2 separate regions of the Ovis canadensis genome follow, and region 1 is linked to region 2. Evidence: chromatin contacts called from public Hi-C data. All regions are on one chromosome and are shown on one strand. Each heading gives the region's core, a stretch centred on a gene start, on an enhancer-like site or on the middle of the called end of the contact. The rest is flanking DNA. Distances are from core to core; before and after follow the strand shown.

What was found. Hi-C and Micro-C count contacts between places; a contact is called where the count stands out from the background.
Region 1: a contact with region 2 is called in a Hi-C map of lung, with 2.2 times the contacts expected there. The contact joins the promoter of LOC138440597 here to the enhancer-like site in region 2. A contact is called at or near these places in 2 of 2 Hi-C or Micro-C datasets (fibroblasts and lung).

What each region holds. Positions count from the first base shown.
Region 1 is chr5:41,800,233-41,807,312 of ARS-UI_OviCan_v2, reverse strand. LOC138440597 reads left to right here and starts at 4,655. Exons shown (of 3, transcript XM_069590282.1): 1 at 4,655-4,708; 2 at 5,671-5,755; 3 at 6,545-7,080. The coding sequence starts at 4,655. The coding sequence ends at 7,056. ZNF608 (zinc finger protein 608) reads right to left here. Exons shown (of 9, transcript XM_069591645.1): 3 at 4,440-4,527; 4 at 1,490-3,932.
Region 2 is chr5:41,708,185-41,714,944 of ARS-UI_OviCan_v2, reverse strand. All of the region lies in intron 1 of ZNF608 (zinc finger protein 608), which reads right to left. Among named protein-coding and RNA genes, the nearest start is that of ZNF608, 6.9 kb to the right of the region's middle. Within about 2 kb of position 3,029, the one cell type or tissue checked has open chromatin away from gene starts, as enhancers often do. A contact at or near this core is called in fibroblasts, where this site is marked.

The DNA of each region.
Region 1 (7,080 bases), core at 3,406-5,905, 91 kb before region 2:
GGCATGATTAATAATCTCTTTTACAGAAGACAAAAGCAAAGCTCTTAAAGCTCAAGTAGTATCAGGGTCAGAATGCTGCTCAGTTTGTGGAGCTGGGCTTCAAAACTGAGCTTGGCTGGAATTCAGAGCTGGGGTGTTAATGTCAATTCTTAACATTAAATAACACCCTCAGACATACTCAATCTAACTCTTGTTTTTCCCTTACTATCTTACATAGGTAAAAAGAACATCAAAAACTCAAGCTGATAATAATAAGTTTTACCTACTGTTTAAGTTTTAATATAGCTTAAGTAATTATATCAATTAACATCATTTAGAGGGGAAAACTCTTGGTTTCCTAATACACTTCCTTCATCTACTGCAGCCGAGGCTGAATATAAACCAGATCGTTTCATTAAACAAAACAAAGTTAAAAATTAACACCACACATTATGGCTTTACTACTAGGAAACAAAGGCATCCATAACACACACCCCCACCCCCAGCAACTGTACAGTTCTAATGCAGCCCTGTGATGTCACAGCCTGATTCGACTCCAAAAGTGGAGAAACTGAGGGTCTTTAAAATGGTCTTTGTGGCTCCCCTGCAACCCATCCCATTCATGCTACAAACCCACTGGGTGCTTAGGGTTAAGGCCCAATTTGGGGGCAGAAATAAGCATGAAGAAAGGATTCTGTTGCTCTGATTCACCGGGGACCTCTATATGCCCCCTCTAAGTGAGGGCTGGGGTGCTGGGAAATACCAGAATTAATACTTCTGGGACTACAGTTGAGACAGGACGTCTGAATCGTGACAGAAAATGCTAGCACACGTGTGGTTTCACGGTGACCGATTTTCAGGTGTCGGCACATTGAACCTCAGGCTGGCCGACCGCGGGGCTCTGGGATGACTGCCCGAGGCCCATCCTTTTACCTCCTCACTCTCCTCACAAGCGAGAGGCACTGAGCCCTGCTTTGAGGCCCTTCACGTAGCACATAAAACAGAAGTCTAGACGCCTTAAGACACTCCAAGTTTCATTAAAAAGGTAAGTAGGAAATGTGAATTTAAGGACCCTGTCTTAATATCCCCAGAAGATGCCAAAATAAATTTGGAAATGTAAAAGAACAAATTATTTGAGTTCTCAGACTCAGAATCTTAGAGTTAGTTAGAAGGGACCTCAGCCACCACAGGATAGAATTCCCTCACTTTGGACTCAGTAAGACAATAAGGGACATCAGAATCAGTTAAGGCAGGGAACATGAATCTGCAAAGCACACGGCCAAGATTCTTTTTACTACACCACGTGACTAGGAAATAGCGATCAATGTACATTTCAGAGATACACAAGAAATCCTGAGAGTGTCACTTAAAACACTTTTCAAGAGAAGAGAAATCCAGCCTAAGGAACCCTTGGTTGATTTCCTGTGAAGAATTCTAACCAGATCAAGACCAGCCATGTACAAATCTCAGGCTGCTCTCTCCCTGTGGGGGCCACGCTCCCCAATCTTACTTGTTTAAATCTCGAGGTTGGGTCTACACCTGTCTGCTTCATAGAGTCCATGACAGATTTCATTTCTACAGCCTCCTTAATAAGCTGGTGGTTTTCCATCTGCTTAGCTTTGAAGCTGTCGGCCTGAAGCTGCTGCTGGTGACTGGAGAGAAGCTGCGATTTACCTGTCTCCTCAGTTTTATTAGGCACTGACGGCCCTAGTTTAGAATGGTTTTTGTTAGGCTCCGGAGTAGAGGGAGCTTTTGAGACTGTGGCCGATGGCATGTTTTTCTGTTTACTGTCCTCCTTGCCCAGCTCTTTCAAAGGGAGCTCGTTTTTCCTTTCACAGTCTCCTCTCCCAGTTTGGGCCATTTTCTGCTCTGCCAGCCTCTGGTCCTCATAGTACTTCTCATACTGCTGTCTATAGGCAGGGCTGGTGGCCATCAGAGACTTCTGGTCCATATAGAGCCCATAGGCATACTGGCCGTAATACAGTGACTGAGCCAGGGCCGGGTGTCTCTGGGTGATCACCGACTGGTGCTGAGGCTGTAAGGATGCAGGATTATGGTCCACTTTCTTAGCCTCGAGCTGCTCTGCCTTGTCTTTCTTATCCGCTTCTTCCTCAGACTCCTTCTTGATCTTCATCCCCTGGGTGCTCCCGCCATTCCCAGCTACAGGGGCGCCCACCTGCCCAGGGTGCATGTAACTGGGAGAATAATAAGGATCGTAGCCATGGTAATAGGGAGAGTGGGACTCTTTCATTTGAGATGATTGTGCTGTCGTTGAAGAATGTCCTTTCGCAGCGCCGTCCTTACTAGAGAGTATATCTGATGGGGAACTGGTCTTCGACCTCACGCCCTCTGACCTGCTGTCAGAACCACCGTCATCAGCAGCATCGGAGATGTCTGAGTAGGCGGGGCTGCTCGTCTTGGCCGCAGAACTCTCGGCTCCGTTCTGGGTCAGCACGTGCAGCGGGGCCATGGGCGCCTGTCCGTTCACCAAAGTGCTGCACTCCATCCTTGAGGCACTCCCGATGGAAGGGCTGGGAGCGTTGTCTGTAAAAGTGTAAACCTTATCAGCCTCGGCTTTGATACTAGCCATTCGACTCTCTTGAGACTCAGACAGTCCATTTGCCAGCCCTTCATTCTTGCTGAGATGGTCCTTTAAAAAATGTCCGGATAAATCTTTCCCAGTCCCCTTGGCATCCTCGAGTTTGCCCAGCTTTGCATCCATTTTCGGGCTCCCCGTCTCTTTCCCTTCTTTGTCCTTCAGCTTTCGCTTCTCCTTTTTCTTTTTGTCCTTGAGGGACACGAGGGCTGGGTTCACGGTGATGGGCTCCCCCATAATTGTGGGCTTTGGCTGAATGGGTTTTAACGGAGGACTCTTTGGTGTGGCCTGAACAACTGTGGTCAGTCCGGGTATGGTCCCCGTAGTGGTGCTTGGAAAGGCTGTAGTGGGAATAGCGATTAGCTGCGGGGGTGTGGGAGCTGGGGCAGGGGCAATGGGCCGGGCAGTTTTAAGTTTAGAGAGATTTTTGTCCATTTTGCAATTGTTGGCTTTTTTGCCCTTTTCTTTCTCTCCCAAAGTTTTCTTATCAATTAATCCTTCTGCTTCCAGTTTGGGCATTTCCACAGTCAAACTGCCGTCCACTGCTGAGCAGCTGTCTAAGGTGGCTGTCATGTTGGAGATGACTGGAAGATTATTGAGGTCATTGTTAAGACCCTTCTTTTTGCCAGAATTCTTCCCAGCCTTCGCTCCAATAACAGAACCTGGGCCGTTGCTCAGGAGCTCTCTCTTTCCCTTGGGGGTGCCGGGGGGGTTCCCTGAGCCAGGGGACACTGGCGCCTTCACCTGCTCATAAGCTGATACACTTGTGCTTGGCTCGCTGCATTCCAGCGCCACGTTGCTCAAGGCCTCCTCGCAGTCTGAGATCTTATCCTCACTATCTGGTTCGAACTCCAGCTTGTTCTCTGGGTCTAAGTGGGCATGAGCCTGGTGGTACCTGAGGCCGTTGATGTGCTTGTACTTTTTGTTGCAGTTTGGGTGGGGACAATCAATCAACACAGGAGAAGAACAGCCCTGGTCCAAAAAAGTCGTCTCTGGTTTCCCTTGAGGGGTGGTGGGAGTGCTTCTGGAATTTGTGCGGACACGCTTCCCGGGCTTACTGTCCTCGGAGCTGGAGTTCAGGTCTAGCTCCATTGGAGGCTTGTTTTTCCTTTTGTTGGTGGAGGAGGGGCTGGCTTTGATGTCCTCAGCAGCACAATTCGGGGGTGTCCTCCGCCCGCTGGCGTTGAGGCTGCCCCGCCTCCCCTTCCCATTGGCCCCTCCTCTGTTCTTGTTCTGCAGCCCTCTGGACTCTATGAAGCTGGCCTCCGAGCCCGGGGCAGCTGCGGTAGACCTTGCTCTTTTCCCTCGGCCTCGGCCCCCTCTCATCTCCAGGTCGCTGGTTGGTGACTCGCAGAACCTAGGGAAGCAAGTAACAGCGGTCAAAACGAGCATTTCCAAAGGAGCCAGGTGAAATCACAAGGCACGCAATGTAGTAAAGAGCAGTCAACTCCCCAGCAGCTTGAGCGCTGGGCCCAGATGAGGAAAAGACACCCAATTCTTCCACTGACAATTTCAATACCTATGACAGATCAGGCTACCAATGGCTTATGGTCTTCCTCAGAAAACCAGCTCAGGTAGCTAAGTTTTCAATGCAGTTCAAATTCCCATGTTGACGAAAAAGAAAACAAAGGAGATAAAGGAGGGGCAGGAAATAGCGATCACCCAAAAAACAAGCAATGTGGCATCTGCATTTTATTGTGTTCAATCCTGAATTGCTCATTGCTCTTTTGCTTGGTTTCAATTACAAACTGACTTTTAAGTATTATTAATCTCTCTCTGTAGTTTCCTTGCAAAGAGAAGGAGAGGGGAAGAAGAGGAAGGAGGAGAGAAAGACAGAGGCTGAAATCAAAGGCCCCGTGCCTACCTGGGAGGGGCCCAGTCGTGCTTGGTGCAGTCCAGTAAGGTCCCTACGTAAGTCTTGTTCCTCCACGTGACATTGACCACTAGGACACCTGCAGGAGTGGGGAATGAAGAAGGACCAAGGTTAGCACAAATTACCCTATTTCTAGTTCATTTATTATTACTATACTTTTTACCAGCAAAGCTCTATTCTCATTTGCTTCAAAAGCTGTGGTTTGCATGCTTCCTCTTTCTGGTTTCAGTGACCTCAAGCAAAAACCCACAGGAAATCATGTGTGTGTGTGTGTGTGTGTGTGTGTAAGTGTGTGTGTGTTCATGAGATACTTGTGTGGTACAAAAGGGTAAGGCTGTGTGTGAGAGGGTAATCAAGATACTGCTGACAGAAGGAAATGGTTTTTGCCATGTCCTGCTGTAAAACAGCAACACTCACCTCTTAATTTTTCTATTATTACACATAATTGCTTTCGTTTGGCAAGCAGCCAACAAAAACTAAGCGCCAGTTACCAGTGCTTAAAACAGAAAGTGACTGAAAGGAATCGGTTTTGTTTCCAATTCAATAATATAAAATAATGGTGATTTTTATTTAGGGAAAAAAATGATGTGCATGCAAGAGGGAGCTTGGAGCTCAGATAGGAGACAATCAGCTATGATTTATTCTTCCTAATCCTCTCCTCTCTGGCTTTGTGAGACAAGAATTAGCCTTAGCATGGTATCTATTTCACTGTTTGGTCTTGTTTCATAGTAAGGACTCCTAAAATAGCCCTCTTAAGAAAATATATGTACACAATAGGTTTGCTCTTGGGGTTATCTTTAGAATCAGCTTTAGTAAGCACTTGCCACAGAGGATAAGGAAAAAAAAAAAAAACCCTCAACACGAACACACTTGTTTCCTGCAAGCCATTCTGCTTTTCCCAACTGCTTTGCAGACAGACAATTTAATTTAGCACTGCATCTGTGAATTACTAAACTTAAGTGCACTTAGTATACCAAATGTCAGAGGGAAACAAAATATAACATCCTCTTTATTTCTCCAGAGGACAAGTGCCTTAAAAAAAATTATAATAAAAAACAACTCATTTCTTTAAAAGCACACATTAAAAGGAGGTAGATTTTGCTTTTGAGACATATATAAACTATTAGGGTAAAGAAATAAAGTGTGTCTTAGTTTCTATAAACCACCAGTCTCCCTTCTTCCTTGGAAACACCAAGAGATAATACTCAAAGTCTATTTTTAGCTGGCTTACTACACTTGCTCACTGCTATTTGAATTCTGCAGAGAACTTGTATTGAACTCCTCTGTGGTAAGGGACCCCTCACAAGGTAAGACTCATTTCCTTGGGAATGTCTTTAATAGCAGGTAAAATATTTGGATAGTTGGGACTCAAGTAGTGGGGAAGAAAGGATTTCTTTCAAAAGTCCCAAAAAGAGATTTAAAAATTGTTTCCCATATGGTCTGTTACTATTACTTAGGTGACAGCTGAATTTACTCACTATATCAATGGTGGTGGGGGGGGAGGGGAGATTACATGAAGGAAAGTAAGCGTTTCCTCAAATCATAGTTGATTCCATTCTAATTCCTTCACAGGGAAAAAAAAACCCCACTCAAGTCATTGAGTATAAAAATGCTTATTGAGATGAGAGTCAATGGTAATTAGGCATTTGGTAAAAATGTGCACAAGACAGAAGAATTGGAGGAAAGGATTCTTTATGAGCACAACCCTTCAGGAAAAGGGAGGGGTGGAGACCAGGCGAAGGGGAAGACCGAGCTGGTTTTCTCATCATTTGCTCTCTGGGGCACTGTGTGTGGTGTCAAAGACCTTTGCAGCTGCTTAAAATTCTTTAGCATGTCAGCTATATTTACAGCGCAGGAATATATCTGTATTGCCAGAAGGTTACTGCATTTTAGCTTTAGATGCAATAGGCTGAATCACTGCGTTCCTGAGTCCCTGATGTAGCACAAATGTATAATTAAAATTGCTTGAAAGGAAACATGAAAGAAACAACAAACCCTCCATTCTTACAGTAATAAAATTAAAAACAGGAAAAGTCTGCGCAGACACTTAACATTTGTCTGCAGTGAAAGGCTTTTGTTATTGCTTTTCCCCTAAGGGTTTCGCGTTTCCAGCAAATGCTGGCCATGGATTGGCCGGCGCCTGCTGGGAACGCCAGCGTCTGATTGGCTGAGCCGAGGGCGGCCGCCCGGAGCAAAGGCTGGGGATAAAGGAGTATCGCCGGGGGAAGAGGCGGCGGCCCGGCTGCCACAGCTGTGGACCGTCCACGAGGCGGGGGCACGCTCCCCAAGCCCGGGTTCTCTTGGGGACAGAGGGCTGCCCAGCTGCGTAAATCAATGCGGGCTGATCCGTGTGATGAAAGGCTACTGTCCACGTGACCGCGCTGAGTTTCCCACCACGACCCACGCAAAGTTGCTCCATGAAGCACATCAGCCTGCACACCACCCTCAGCATCGAATTCCTGGTCTTGGAACAGGACAAAGGGAAACCTGGGAGCCGGAGAGGACGGACCCCAATATGCAGGAGTTAATCACTGAGTATGTGGAGTTTTCGGGTGAAGCTATCACAGGCGAAACAACTCCACACTGCAAAACTATTCCCATCTCCTGATACTGTTTCTAGACGCCACACTTA
Region 2 (6,760 bases), core at 1,780-4,279:
TATTGTCGGTAAAAGAATATTTTCCTCATGATCAACAATCCCAGACTAATAGTTCTGAACCAGAGTAAGGTCTATGGAGAGCAAATACTGGTTCAGGACACTACCACATACAATTAGATTAACCGATAATCGCTGACCAGAGCTAGCCTGGGAGAGCCTTTGCCCCTCTTGCCTCCAGGGGGAAAATTGACAGAATAATTCAGATACTGACTAAATAGTTAGATCTTTGAAGAACTGACCCCTCATTGTGATTGCCTGCAGGAACTGAATAACCATTATTAAAGTGCTCAATGGCTGGGCTTCTGGAAATCTTTTAAATAAAAGTGGAACTGGTTAAAATAAATGTAGGAACATGTGTTTTCACAGTGTTGCTCATATTACTGCAATTCTGAGTTTCTATGAAGTACCAGGTGAACTTTTTTTAAATTAAAAAAAAAAAACAGGCACACACAGGCACAGTCAAAATTGGAGCAAATCTCAGCCATTCAACCCATGTTTTTCATGCTGAAAATGAAGAACAGATGGTTCTTTCCATGTTGTTTGAATCTGGTTATTGAACACCTCTGTGGTTAGGGAGATTTCTGCTTAGCACTTTCGGCATACATTTCATTTACTAACTATAAAATGCTGCTTAGGAAAAATAAGTCTTTATAACACTCTAATTAAAACCATCTTGCAGCCAAGCAATTTTACTCGAAGAGCATTCTTAACCTCATGACATTTTGACAATCAATCCCTCTCGCCCACCCTCCCCTTCTTTTTACAGACTATTTGCAAAGTTATTAAAAGTTGGTAAACATTATTTATCTCTTTTAGCACAATCAGTTGTTGAGTTTTCTTTTTTTTACATCTCTCCAGCAAACCCAGCAGATTTCAGATACTATGCTCAGAACCCAGTGATGTGCCTGGCCATGCAAATATTCCAAGCTACCATGGGTTCTCACAGAAAACTTCCTTGGGGAAAGGGCAGCCCATCTCAAAAGCCCTGTCACCCTATGAGGAAGCCAATAAAAAGAAAGGAGCTGAATCAATGCTGATTGGGAGCTGCCCTTAGTTACCAACCTTTTTAACAGCTAAGTCCCTTATGTAGCTTTCCAAACAGTTTGCTGTCCAACAACAATGGACTTTGTTCTTTAATTATAGCAAGTGACCTTTCTGCCCTTTTATTTCACAGTAGATAAACTGTGCTCTCTAACTAGAATCTGTAGGGGCACTGTATTTGGGGGGAACCCTATCATTCACAAAACTCATTAATCAAAATATGTTCTTCAACTACTCACACTCAGACAACGTGCCAGAATTCCCTAGTGAAGTGTAAAAAGGCTTCTACAAGAGAATAAAATGAATGATATCCTTTATAGACAGGTCCATTTGTAGATACCACATGTAGGCTGTTAAGGACCAGTTTAATGAAAGCAGCACAATATTATTGAAATCATTCTCTTTGCTAAATGTACACTGAATAGTTAGAAGCCCAGACCCAAACATAAGATTTCCTGTGCTTTTAATGTGTATCTGAAATCTCAGCTGTTTTTAAGAATTCATCTACGTATTTTTTAATTTCTCAGTGATCAAATAAACCCATATACCATACTGAACTTTAGCCCAGCTGATTGCCTGTGTCTGATAAGTCAAAACTATAAGACAGTTAAGGACACATGCAGAAGAGCCTCAATGCAGGCTATTATGCTTCAAAAGAAAAGGAGGGGGCAGGTGGAGAAGCAGGTTTTAACAACCAAAACCCAACCTGTCAAATCTACTTATTCAGACACGTCACTGGTGGCTTAACCACAAAATGGGCTATAGAAATACAGCTCAAACATCTTAGAATTATGGCATGTTTTGATTTTGTTCACGTATTAAGGGAGTGGCGACTTTTACAACATACTTGTGGTTTCCACATAAAGGAGGAGAACGCTCATTGATTTAATTAGGTTTCATAAGGTCCAATTTATCATGTTTTACATGACTTTCTGTAGTGAAGAAACAGAATAAACAGACCAAAAATAGACATTTAAGCATGCTGTGAAAATTAACCGGTGACAGCAAGTCTTATGAATCTCCTGTGAACCATCCAACCAGGGAGGGGAAAAAAAAGCACATACACCACATTACAACCCCCTCTGGTTTTCACATTTGGCCCCTTCATGAGCCACATCCGACTGCTGAAAATTAATCATCTTCACTTTTGAGACACTTACTCTTCACAACCCAGATAATCAAACAAGGCTTTGAAATTAAAACATTGTACAAAAACATCAAAAAACCTTTCTCAAAGGATGCCTCAGTGTCCAAATTATCTTGTCAGGTAAAGCTTGTCCTACTAAATCTTTCCCTCCTCAAGAGGTCTCCTCCCAATTTAGAAATTATTTTCTAAATTGAAGTCAAATTTTACACAACCAAGAGTTCGTGGCATTGGAGTTGCTTCCCTGGGAATCATCTGTACAAGGCAGTGCCATTCCTGTGTGCCAAGGAGGAAACATTCTTAAGAAAAGTCCTCCTGGGGTGAGGTGGAGGTAGACAGGAAAGCCTGAAGGAACAAGCTTCCAGATCCTGGGTCAGCACTACAGGACTCAAGGCCCTGAGCGCCATCCCTGAAGGGTCGCTGTGCCCACACCAGCAGCTATGGTTGGCAGTGGTGTGAATCGAAATACAATATGCTTGCTCCCCTCCTCCACCCCAGACCTGTCATAACTTGTTTGCTCTTCATTTAGGTCATTCACATTATCACATTTATACTGCTCTGACTGAAGATGAGTTGCATGTGTATGAATAATTTAATTCTTTCATTTTTCATCCAGTTTCCTCTGTGACTGGAAAGTGAAAAGAACACAAAAAACTGGAGAACCAATACCATGCTCTAATCTCAGTTGCCATGACAGCAGCCTTTGAGATACTGAAATGTCCCGATTGCCAGCTAAACAAAATTGTTGAATGTGAACATTTGGCTGGAAGATTAAAAGGCTAAGGGGAATGCAAAAGGGCAGTACCTCCCACATTCCAGGCAGCAGTGAATCCAATCAAATGGCTCTGACTCCTTAACCACAGCCATTGTGAGCACTGGATTAGGGCAATTCATCTAGATAGTTAGAGCAGATTAGAACTGCAATTTGAAGACTATTGGCAACAAAAGTAAATGCACTACTGTACTAATAAGACTTCAGAATGCCCTTTAGCAGAAATCGTGTGAAACTCTACATTTCAGCATAAGAATCAAAACCTGAATTTAAAAAAAAAATGTATCATCAGTTCAAAATGCTGTCTGACCAGGGGCTTATGGATTAAAGAAGCAGGCATGCAGGAGGTTTTTTTGATTTTGGCATCATCTACACCTTAATGTACCTTCATCAACTTCTAAAACTATATAACCCCAAACTTCATTCCTGTACTCCTATTTAAATCTTGAACAGAAGAAAACAAAAAGATCTTAGACAGCGGTGAGTAATTGGACACAGGAATTGTCACCCTTAAATATTTCACAATTCTGACAATATGAGAAATAGCAAAAATTAAATTATTGAATAAGCATATATATCCAAACAATCATGCCACAAACCACATGATAGGCATTCTGCTTCCGCAAGGCACAATCTACAGCATTAAGAGTTAACTTTATAGAGTCACCACTTCTCCCCCAGCTCACTCTCAACCTGTTCAGTGGACTGAGTGCCTTCAGCTCTGGAACATTACTTAATGCACAGTAATTGCCAGAGCATTAAGTCCTAGGCCTCCAGCACTAAGCAGCACAACACTGGGGGCAATTTCTCAAAGGCAGTGTCTCACCAGACTTTCAGACAATGACAAAAGATGGGCAGAAGGGTCCAAATTACCTAAATCAACCCTCCCCATGCTCAGATGCAACACATATTTAGAGTATCTCTTGGCTGTTTTCACATTTCAGCACGCCAATCCACCAAATCAATTTCACTTTTCTTACCAACCTTTCAGCTCCCTGGTCAAGCTAGAAATCCAAGCGATAACACTCTTTAAATCTCTAGCTAAGAACTGGGCAAGGGAACAAGGAAAGAGCCCTGGCAGCCACCAAAACCATTCCATTCTTGCTACACAGTTATGAAACCAGCGACCCTAGGATACCAATGTTCCATTCAAGAACAATAACAGGACGATATCCTTTAACAGGATTTTTTGGAGAACATCAGGAGAAAATCAGTGTGTGGAGGCTGGAGTGTAAATTAGAATCCTAGACATACTTCTATGGGGAGGGAATGTGAACCCTGCACCTGAGGACACATTACCAAAAATACTAGGACGTGCACATTAAAACAGAAGACAGTTCTCCTTAGGGGAGAAACCAGGACAAGAGGTACATGGGTCCAGGAGCAGATTTTCTATTAAAAGCACATTGCAACTGGCTGACTGGCCAAGAGCCCTTGGGTAAGGCAAAACGTACTTAGAGCACTCAGACCCTCCCACCACCTGAGGACCCAAACGCTAGCACCAGAAGCAGCAGTAGCAGCAGAAGCAAGAGCTAAACACTGCACCCAAGTAAGCTATCCCAGACCAAACGTTCACAGAAAAGATGCACAGAAGAGAAATCTCACAACGAACCAGAAAGCACGAAGTGCAAGGCACATAGAGGCACATCCCCCCACCCCCGACTCCCACACAAATGCACACAAAGAGAAAAGTAGGAGATCTAAGAAGGCGACTTTATCCTACCTTCTCAGTTTTCAGTTTCTTGATTCGCCTGTGGCTCTCCTCCTCCTCCTCTTCCTTCTTTACCAACATAGAGTTTCCCATGAGCCCTGAATCCGGGGCACTTTTGCTAACTTCCCCGGCAGCCGTGACGCTGCCACTCCCAGTGCCCCCGCAGTGGAAGGGGCTCGCGCCACCTCCATTGCTCTTGGCCCCAAAGCCATAGAGGTGCCCCCCGGAAGGGGCCTGGCTGCCACCGCCATTCTGGTGGCCCTGAAGCAGGTCGTGCTTGTCCTTCCTGGATTTCCCCGCATCCTTATCCCGCTTGGCTCCTCGGCTGCTCTGGCTTTTACCTGGCTTCTCCTCTTTGCTTTTCCCGCAGGAGGCTGCCCCCGCGGTAGCAGCGGAGGTGCCAGTGCTGGTACTATTGCTGTTCGGGTTGCCGCCGCCGCCGCCGCCGCCGCCGCTCACACTTTGACCCAGCGCTGAATTCATGCCAGTTGCCTCTCCAGGGCGCCCTTGGACTTCCTGCCTCTTGCCAGTGCCGCTGATCTCGGGAATCCCATACAAGGCAGCAGAAGGCAGAGATTTATTAGCATCCTTAGAAGTTTTACTCCTTTTCACTTTTGATTTGCTGGTCTCTTTGTGTGAATTCCCCTGGGGAGCAGAGGGCTGAACAGAAGCAAATTTTAGGCCATCAGCTAAGGCTGCGGGAGCGCCGGCCCCACTGGAGGCCAGACCTCCACAATCCTTAGAGTTGCTGCTGCTAGTAGTGTTGGTGGAATTATTCATTTCAAATTTCTGTCTGTCCTTCTCCAAATCAGCGTCCAAATCAATTATTAAATTTCCAACCCCGATTTCCCAATCATCGCCACTGTCATAAGTATCAACCGTATTTGGATCCACACCTTTTCCTGCCGTAGAAATGTTCACTGACATCCTGAAGATGAGATCTCTAGAATAAAAATCCGATGAACTTTCCTTTGGAGATGAGGGGACATTCGTTTAGCTCCGCTGGGCTTTCTCTTAAAAAAAAAAAAAAGAAAAGTCTTCTAATCTTCCTCTTCTTTTTCCTGCCCCAGGTTTGGGTCCAGGGATTTTACACCCTTCAGTCCAGGTCCACCTTTTCCTGTGAAGGGGGAAAAGTCGAATATTTCTTGTCTGGGTGTTACCAGAATAAAAAACGATTAATATTGGGGAGTCAGTAAGGGGTACAGGGAAGGATGGTGAGGAAGGTGGCTCATGTATTGTCTCCACAGTCCAATATCAGGTTTAAAGAAAAATAACCAAACCCAAAAAACATACCCATGACAGTAAGCATCTTACAGTAGCTAAAAAAGACAAGCCCTTTATCAACGACACAAAGATAATCACTTTTAAAAGGCATTAAAATATCTTAAGGATCTGAGTGAAGTTCAGAAAGGTTTAAGGAAAAAAAAAAGAGAGTTTAGCTTTTTTTTCCCTAGCACATACACATGATAACAATCCCAGAAACACAGGCTGAACACTCAGACAAGAGGAAGGAACACGTTTTAAACACCCTTAAACATGTCCTAGATCTTGCAATTTAAAAGACCAGACCCTGGAAGTTCTCTGAGGCTAGTTTCAGAATGATGTTGCTAAATTTTCCTCATTTCTAATTTTATTACTTCTTTTTACAAATTGTCTGGGCAATCTGTTTTTTGTTCCCAGTAAGGAACAGAAAAAAACAACCAATACCCCCCCACACCCCATACACAAGCCCCCATCTCCTATCCTCTATTCCCCAACAGTTTATACAATGTTATACACACACGTCTTTAAGATCATTTCTCTATTTTAAAAAAGACAGTGCTAAATAAAAGGCTAAATATCTGCCTTTTGAGGAAAAAAAATTACATCTAAACAATTCTACCATATTCCTAGGTCACAGACTGGCTCAATCTGTTAAATATGGTGCTACTGACTGTACGGGAAACTGATTAAGACATACACTTTAAGTGATCTGCGCCAAGGTGGCCTCAATGACCGCAAATGAGTGTGTGTTTGACAAAGATCAGTTAAAACGGTTTTTAAAGGGATCAGCCCCTTTTTAACAGTTGATTGTCAAGGAAAAAAAAAATAA